Linked DNA regions of Mus musculus: region 1 is linked to region 2. The links are chromatin contacts, called in public HiChIP or PLAC-seq maps. All regions are on one chromosome and are shown on one strand. The core of a region is the stretch at or near the end of the contact, and the rest is flanking DNA. Distances in the headings are between cores, read along the strand shown.

Evidence for each region. HiChIP or PLAC-seq counts read pairs in DNA pulled down with a chosen protein or histone mark.
Region 1: a BATF HiChIP or PLAC-seq map of CD8 T cells shows a contact between it and region 2, with 31 read pairs. The contact joins the promoter of Tnfsf4 here to the enhancer-like site in region 2. A contact is called at or near these places in 1 of 15 datasets of contacts at CTCF or cohesin (CD8 T cells), 12 of 484 Hi-C or Micro-C datasets (the BV-2 cell line, CD4 T cells, the G1E-ER4 cell line and 9 more), 4 of 115 datasets of contacts at active chromatin or transcription factors (CD8 T cells, bone marrow-derived dendritic cells, bone marrow-derived macrophages and 1 more) and 1 of 9 other capture datasets (pancreatic islet).

Annotation. Positions count from the first base shown.
Region 1 is chr1:161,393,246-161,397,116 of GRCm38.p6, reverse strand. Tnfsf4 (tumor necrosis factor (ligand) superfamily, member 4) reads right to left here and starts at 1,679. Exons shown (of 3, transcript NM_009452.2): 1 at 1,374-1,679. The coding sequence starts at 1,535.
Region 2 is chr1:161,308,049-161,312,172 of GRCm38.p6, reverse strand. No RefSeq gene overlaps it. Among named protein-coding and RNA genes, the nearest start is that of Prdx6, 59 kb to the right of the region's middle. Within about 2 kb of position 2,687, at least 27 of the 459 cell types and tissues checked have an H3K27ac peak or open chromatin away from gene starts, as enhancers often do. A contact at or near this core is called in CD8 T cells and memory CD8 T cells, where this site is marked.

The sequences.
Region 1 (3,871 bases), core at 430-2,929, 86 kb before region 2:
TCCCACATCTGCCGCAGTTTCTGGATGACTTGAAGAAAGGACCCGAATTCTTACCATGCCTGGGGGAGAATGTCCACGGAGGTCCCAGACACCAGCGGCTCACCCCGTGTTTCACTTTTTGCTCTCTCCTGCCCCTGCCTGATACTCTATGTGCCTTGTTACCCTAGACTGGGGTCTTAGGTCCTTCTCATCCCACCGAGTGAGGAAACACACGGCCCTGTGGTTGTTTGAAAAGTCTCAAGACTCCCAGACCTATCCAAGGCTCGCAGCTGGTCTATTTTTGGTTACTCTGTTTGCTTTCTTTAAAAAGCCTGATTCCGGTCTGTGTCTTAGACATCCTACCGTGAACAAATTACTCTACCCTAGCACCTTCTCCCCCAAAGTGCCTACAAAATTTCCATCCACCGCCCTACACAGAGAGCTATGTGGAGTGGAGAGAAGAGGACCGGGCTGCTGCTGCTCTAATTGGCCAAGCAGGCTTGAGCCCCACACCAGTTTGCCGGCCCAAGGGACAAGCACAGTACAAGGTTCAGCCCTCGAGAACACATACGCTCCCAACAGCTTCTAGTTATCAAAACCGCACTTCCTGTACACAGAGACATGCCCAGGCCTTTGCCCGGACTGCTCGTCGTATCCTGGTTTAATTTGACGTAGCTGTGTCTCTGATATGGCCATGAAAAAGACCTTCCATTCTGTCTGTCATCCACCATGGATTTGCTGACATAAAGCAACCACTATGGAAACAAGAATTATGAGGCCAGATCCAACATGGAATTCTGGGGAGACCTGCGGTTGAACACTTAAAGAACATACGAGCAAACAAAACTATGAGATTAAGTGATTGATGTAAACGGCTGAGCCAACAAATGTGCACACACATTGCTGCAGGTCGGTGATAGGAAAGGACTTAATCCTGAAACCTTCAAAAAAAAATTTAAGAACCAGATCCCCTTGAATATCTGCAGACTCATGAACGCGGTGGGAAGTAAAACGGGTCCGTTATTTGTCTTTCTTTTATACTGATTCCCCGATCAGACACATTACTACCAGGATGGATAGAGAAATATCAGTAGCCCAAAGCTTCAGGGTGACAGCTCATTAAGATACATCAGGGATTTTGCCTTGCAAAACAAACAAACAAAAACCATTAGAAGCAGGGCCCCTCTGCCCTTTACTCCACCCTAGCACTGCTACTGTTAAAATAGGAAGGAAAGGAGACACCAAAGGATATTTGACCACACTTTACAATCTCTTGGTGGCAGGGGCAGGGACTGAACAGTTTTACCATTAGATCCTTTACAGGTGACTGCAGCTGTTGCAGTTGGCGCTCAGCCAGAGCTGGAGGAAAAGCAGCGCCCACTGGTGCATCTTACCGGAGAGGAAGAGAGTTGCAGGCAGACATAGATGAAGCACAGAAGCATCCCTGCTCCCTTGATCCCAGAGACCACCAGCCTTAGCGTCTTCTTCCACTTGAATCTTGGCCTTGATCCGTTTTCCAGATTCTCATCCAGGGGTTGAACCCCTTCCCCTTCCATCTCTGCAGTCGGGGTGCAGAGGAGATACAGCTGTGGCGGGGAACCTGGGGGAAGACTGCTCTTCACCACAAAGGAGCCAATAAGGGCAAAGTCAAGCCTGCGGGTCAGAAGATAAAGGTCCCAGAACAGGAGACAAAAAGCAATTGAAGGAGCAGAGCAGAGTCTCTTCGTTTTAACTCTGCAGGTTTTGCAGGCGGGGGAACTTCTATGTGACTAATCTGAATTTCCCCTTTACTTTCTTTCTTTTTTTTTTTCCCTCCGGGCTAACAGGGAGTTGTTTTTGTGGCATCCCAGTTATGAATTGAGTGACTTCGAAATGACATTCACAAACGTGTGCTCTGAAGTTTTTTATTGCACCGGTAATGATAGATAAAGATCACCCTTTTTTTTTTTTTAAAGCAGCTTACTTACCAATCCCTCAAGATGTCTTAAACCATAGAAGAGATTTGAGGAACATGCTTGCCAGACATCCCTGCTTCTATTGTGCAATTAATCTCCTGGCCCATTTTACAGTTTCAGAATCAAATGCATGCAGGTTATCCTTGAGATGAAAAGGACAAAGAGGAAAATAGAAAGGTGGATTATGCATATAGACATAAAGAAGGGGTCTTATAGTTACATAATACATCACATTAAGCCACATAAACTAATATTTATTGAGCAACTGCTATGTGTCAGACACTGTGTTAAACGCTCTTGCAACTGTCATACTTTCTCATTTCAGGGAAATTCAGCAAATACATGATTAATTTTCAGAATATCAAAAAAGAAGCAGAAGAAAATTCTGTCATTCCCCACCCCACCCTCCGCCTTCACTCCCCTATATATTTTTCCCACACATAACTTTTGCATGAGTAATTCAAGTAACATTTGAGGCTTGTTGCTCTCTTTGAAATGTTGGCTGGACTCAGAGCCTGCTAAGTAAACATATCTTCCCAGGGTTGGAGAAACGACCCAGTGGTTAAGAGCAGGGCTGCTGCTCCAGAAGACGGGGGTTCAGTTCTCTCCCTCTACGTGGTGGCTCAAAACCATCGTAATTGTTCATTCTGGAAGACCTGATGCCTTTTTCCTAACCTCCGTAGGCACCAAGCATGCAAGTGGTGCACACACACAGGCATAAACCCCTTACATTAAAAACAAAACAAAACTTTAAAAATAGATTCTTCCAATAGCCAACTGCTCACCACTTAGCCGTTGTCACTGACATGCACAGTGAAACTAAATGAATGTGAAGTTTTAATGTCAAGTCCAAAATGGCAAAATGTTTATTGAATATGTACTATGAAGTCAATGCTATATAAGTAGCACAGGGATGCTGAACATAATTCTCTCTCAACTTTATGGGAAAGTCTCATGGTTTATCATGGAGCCGTCAACAGATAAAGAAGGAAGTGAGAGAAAAAAATATTCTGAGAGCCAGAAGTGTAAGAAGGTACATGAAACTCACAAATGTGCCACAATTAAAGAATATCACGGATATGAGGCATATTAAAAAGAACATCGAGTTGCAGGACAAGGAAGGTACTTTGCCACAGTAGTCAACTATTTAAACCAGTTGATGCCTACATTATAATAAGGAGGCGTTGCATTTGGAGACCATTGGGAGAGCTAAGGTATGGGTCTTCGAGTAAGAGTCGGACTCAGTTTCACATAGGCTACTCTGCAGCAATGATGTCCTCAGCAAAGCAGGGTGTGAAGAGAGCGGGAAGAAAAATCAGTGTAAACTTCCCACTTGCATAATATGTAACAGTTGTAACCAGTCACTTTTACTAACCAAACCACCCAGCGCTCCTGTGGGAGGGGAGGCCGTTGGTCCTATGGGGGGCTCGATGCCCCAGTGGAGGGGGATGCTAGAGTGGTGAGGCAGGAGTGAGTGGGTGGGTGGGTGGAGGGGGTATGGGATGGAGGGTTTGGAGGGGAAACAAGGAAGGGGGATAACATTTGAAATGTAAATGAATACAATGATTAATAATAATTTTTAAAAAGACTGAAAGAGACAATAGGTAAAAGCCCAAAACTCTAATACAAACTAGAGATATGAAAAAAAAAAAGGATAAAGCAGATTCATGTTGAGAAATCACAGGGAACAGTCTGACTGGCTAGTTGTGTGTGGTGGATGTGGGTATCTGCAAGATGTGTGTGCATGTAGTGGCTGGAGGTCCCTATCAGGGACCTATCAGGTCTTCTTCAGTTACTTTCCAGCTTAGTTTGGAGGAAATGTCTCTCAGTGAAGCAGGAACTTGCAGTTTTACTAAACCAGCAAGCATGAGTCCCGAGAATCCTCCCGTTTCAGCTTCCATAGTGCTGGGGCTGTAAGCATGCGTCACTGAAGCCAG
Region 2 (4,124 bases), core at 1,438-3,937:
TGTCTCATTAAGAACCCTTCCTCTACATGCATCCTGAAGATAGTTTCCTAATTCATCATCTAGAATCTTTATTACTAGGTTTTTCACTTTTATATCAATAGTCTTCTGGGGGTTAGTACCTGTATATGATGGGAGATAGTAGTCAATTGTCACTTTTTCATATGAGTATATAGCTGTAATTTTTGAAAAGACAATGCTACTGCCCCCAGTGCCCTGCACTGTTCTGGGAAATAATAAAAATGAACCGGCCAGCTCTCTGTGCTCCTGCTTCTCTCAGCCTGCCATCTCCCAGCCAGGGCTGGACCAGCAGGCTTCCTGCGCTCCTGCCGCCTGCAGTCCTCTCCAGCTATCCCCCACAGCATTGGATCGCTGTGTTCCCAGCTCTGGCTCGCTTTTCCCTCCCACTTATTCTAACCTTATGATAACATACTACCTGTGGCTGGTTAAAGCCACTCTGTTTCACATCTGCCTACATCTTGGCCTCTTCCCTCTCCCTTGAGATATTCCCTGTCTCTTCAACACTTTGTTCTGCCTCCTTTTCCTTGTCCAATCACAGGCTTCCGGCTGTACTAATGTAATTGGACAGGGAAAATCCTGTGACACTTCACCATCTCTGTGTAAATGAAGTTATAAGTCTTAGTTATAAGTCTGTTTCTGAGAGCCATCAGTAAGGAGCATTCCTCTGTAGTCTCTGCTTTGGTTCTTGCGTCCAGGTTCTTGCCTTGAGCTTCTGGGGTAACTTCCCTTGATGATGGGCTGTAAAGTATAAATTAATATAAACCCTTTACTCCCCCAAATTGGTTATAGTATTTTATCAACAGGAAACAGAAAAATGTCTAAGCAACAGGAAAATGACTAAGATGGTGTCTTGTGACTATATCCCCTGAAGTAGTGAGCCTGAGGCAAAAGGATTACTAAGGGTCAAGGCCAGCCTGGGCTACAGAGTGAAATTCAGACCAGCTTTGGCTACAAATCAAAAATCCTATCTCTAAAACAAAAGAAAACAGGGCTAGAGAATTGGCTTAGTAGTTAAGGGCACATGCTGCTCTCCTAGAAGACTGGAGTTCAGTCCCCAACACCCATATAATGGTTAACAACTGTCTGTAACTCCAGTTAGATTCCAGGGGATCCAATACCCTCTTCTGACCTCTGTGAGTGTATATACAGGCAAAAAGACTCATATACATAAAAAAAATTTTCATTTCATATCCCTAAATGTCAGTATTAAATTTTAATTAATAATTGACACTAATAACAAAGTTTTAATATACTATTGTGTGAGTTTTTTAAACTCTAATCTTCGTACTAACTTAACTATAGTCTCACACATTTTTCATTAATTCTTCTCTGGGGAGTATAAGAAGGAAGAGAACCTGCCCGACACACAAAGTAAAGAACTGAATGTAGCCATCACAGGCCCTAAGTACACAAATCAGGAAAGCCACTAAAGTGAAGGCAGCTGGGGAGGCCATTGTGGATACTTACCCAAAGAAGGGACGACTCCAGCAGAAACTACAGGGAAAACAAGTGTGGATGCACTCAGCCCACCCACTACACTCCCATCCGAGACTGTAACAGCCAGACTCCAGATTTCAAGGACCTGAAACAACACGCCATCTTTTTATTTCCCATTCTTCGTTTTTTTCTTCGTGTGTGTTTGTTTTTCCACTTCATGATCCTTTTTTTTTTTAACTTTCCCTAAAAGTTTGGTAGAATTTTTACTTTATTGTATTTAAAAACGTTTATATTTTATTTCTTATTCCCCTTCATACACATAGCATAGTCACTTAATTTTATCCCCACAATATTCTTCATTTAGAGTGCAACCTCTTATTCTCTTCTTTTAAGACTGCCTTTCTCCTTTATACTCTCTATACTTAACTATAATTGTATCTTGATCTTACAACTCATGATTTATATTTTACTTCTTATCTGGCATTTGTCTAATTTTGATCCCAGTCTTTTCTTGGCACTGGGGGGATTCTGTGTTTTCTTTTTTTAATTTTTTTCTGACCTCTTGATCTTTTCTATTCCCCACCATGTTGGGGTTTTGTTGTTGTTGTTGTTGTTGTTGTTGTTGTTGTTCCTTTTCTTTTTGTTCATTAAACCCGTTTTTCTTCCATTTTTCCTCTTTCCTTACCTTCTTTATCTCATTTATTATTTCCATACTTAGAGCAATTAATGTGCAGAACATAGCATGCTTTAATTTTGGCATTCTTTATTGCCCAGTGATAACTGCTGATTGTAGGTTTAAGTATTCCTAAATTTTTACTTTTTTTTTAAAGAACTATTTTATTTCTAACTATGTATCTGTGTGCATATGAGTATATGCACATGAATTTGAGTGCCCTAGGAATAGCAAGCTGTTGAATTCCCTAAAGCCAGAGCTACAGTCATGAGCCATGGAGCATGGTACTAAGAACCAAACTCGGGTCTTCTGTAAGAGCGGCATGAGTTCTTAACCGCTGAATTATCTCTCCAGAAGTACTTCAGTATTTGACTTTCTGATTCAATATGATTACAAGAAAGAACCAGGTTTTTGTGGTCAATCAATAACAAAACTGAACACCAGTATCAGATAACATCGAGAGGGAAGTGAAAAGGTGAGTAGCTTATATAAAACAGACCTTAGAAAGGAAATCATCCCAGCCAGGAGACTGAGTAAAAGTCCGATTCATTTCATGCACTGACTCTGACTTTCTGTGTCTTAGACACCACAACAGTAAAGCAGCAAATCATACCAGGGCACCACTGCAAACCACATCAAAACCCCAAACAGCAGTTTTGAATGTCAAAAACATTCACTTCCTTAAAAACAACTTTCTTATCTGGGTGTAGTATAAATCCACGTAGTAATTCCAGAACAGTGGAGGAAAGGCCAAAACTTGAGTTTCAGACCATCCTGGGCTACAAAGCAAGACACTGTCTGAAGAGAATACACACACACACACACACACACACAGATGCAGACAGACACTCACACAGATGCACACACATAGACACAGACACACATATATACCCAGACACATACATATACACACATGCACACATACAGACACAAATGTACACATGTACACACATACACATGCATACACTCAGGCACACATACACACAGACAGGCACACACATAGACACAGATGCAGAAATACACACAAACACATGCACGCACACACACATTTCTTTACTCATGTTTGAATGTAGTATTTCCTAGACATACATATACATGTATACAAACATGATGAAAATGTTCAAAATACAATCAAGAGATCAACTATAAAAATTCTCAGTTAGTAGGAAATGTATAAAAACTAAAGGTATAACTAAACTATTCAATAAAACAGATTTTTTTTTCAATTTAAGAGAAAAATGGATTTCAAAACACAAGGGGTATTTAGAACTCTGCAATACACATCACTGGAGAAGAACATCTCCATGATGTGTTATAGTTAAGATGTCAGAACAAGAAGCACAGGAGCAATATTAAAAGCTGTAAAGGGAGGCTATCGAGATGGCTCAGTAAGAGCATTGACTGCTCTTCCAAAGGTCCTGAGTTCAAATCCCATAATGAGATCTGATGCCCTCTTCTGGTATGTCAGATGACAGCTACAGTGTACTTATGTATAATAATAAATAAATCTTTGGGCTGGAGCGGGGGCTGACTGGAGCGAGCAGGGTTGACCTGAGCAAGCAGAGGTCCTAGAAATTCAATTCCCAACAACCACATGAAGGCTCACAACCATCCGTAGAGCTACAGTGCACTCACATACAGAAAATAAATAAATAAATCTCTTTTTAAAAAAAAAGCTGTAAAGGGGAAAAAATACCAATTCACCTACAACAACAAACAAATCATCAGACTTAGAAGACAAGAAAAGAGAGGAATAATGTATTTCAAACCTAGAAAGTAAATAACTACAAACAAGATTACTGTATCCAGAAAATCTTTTTAAGTTTTAATTTTTTAAATTTTTCATACAGTATGTTTTGATTATATTATGTCTCACAACTCCTCCCAAACTCCCTCCCTACCCACCCAACTTCATGATATATATCTCTCTCGGTGCTCTCTCTCTCTCTCTCTCTCTCTCTCTCTCTCTCTCTCTCTCTCTCTCTCTCTCTCTCAG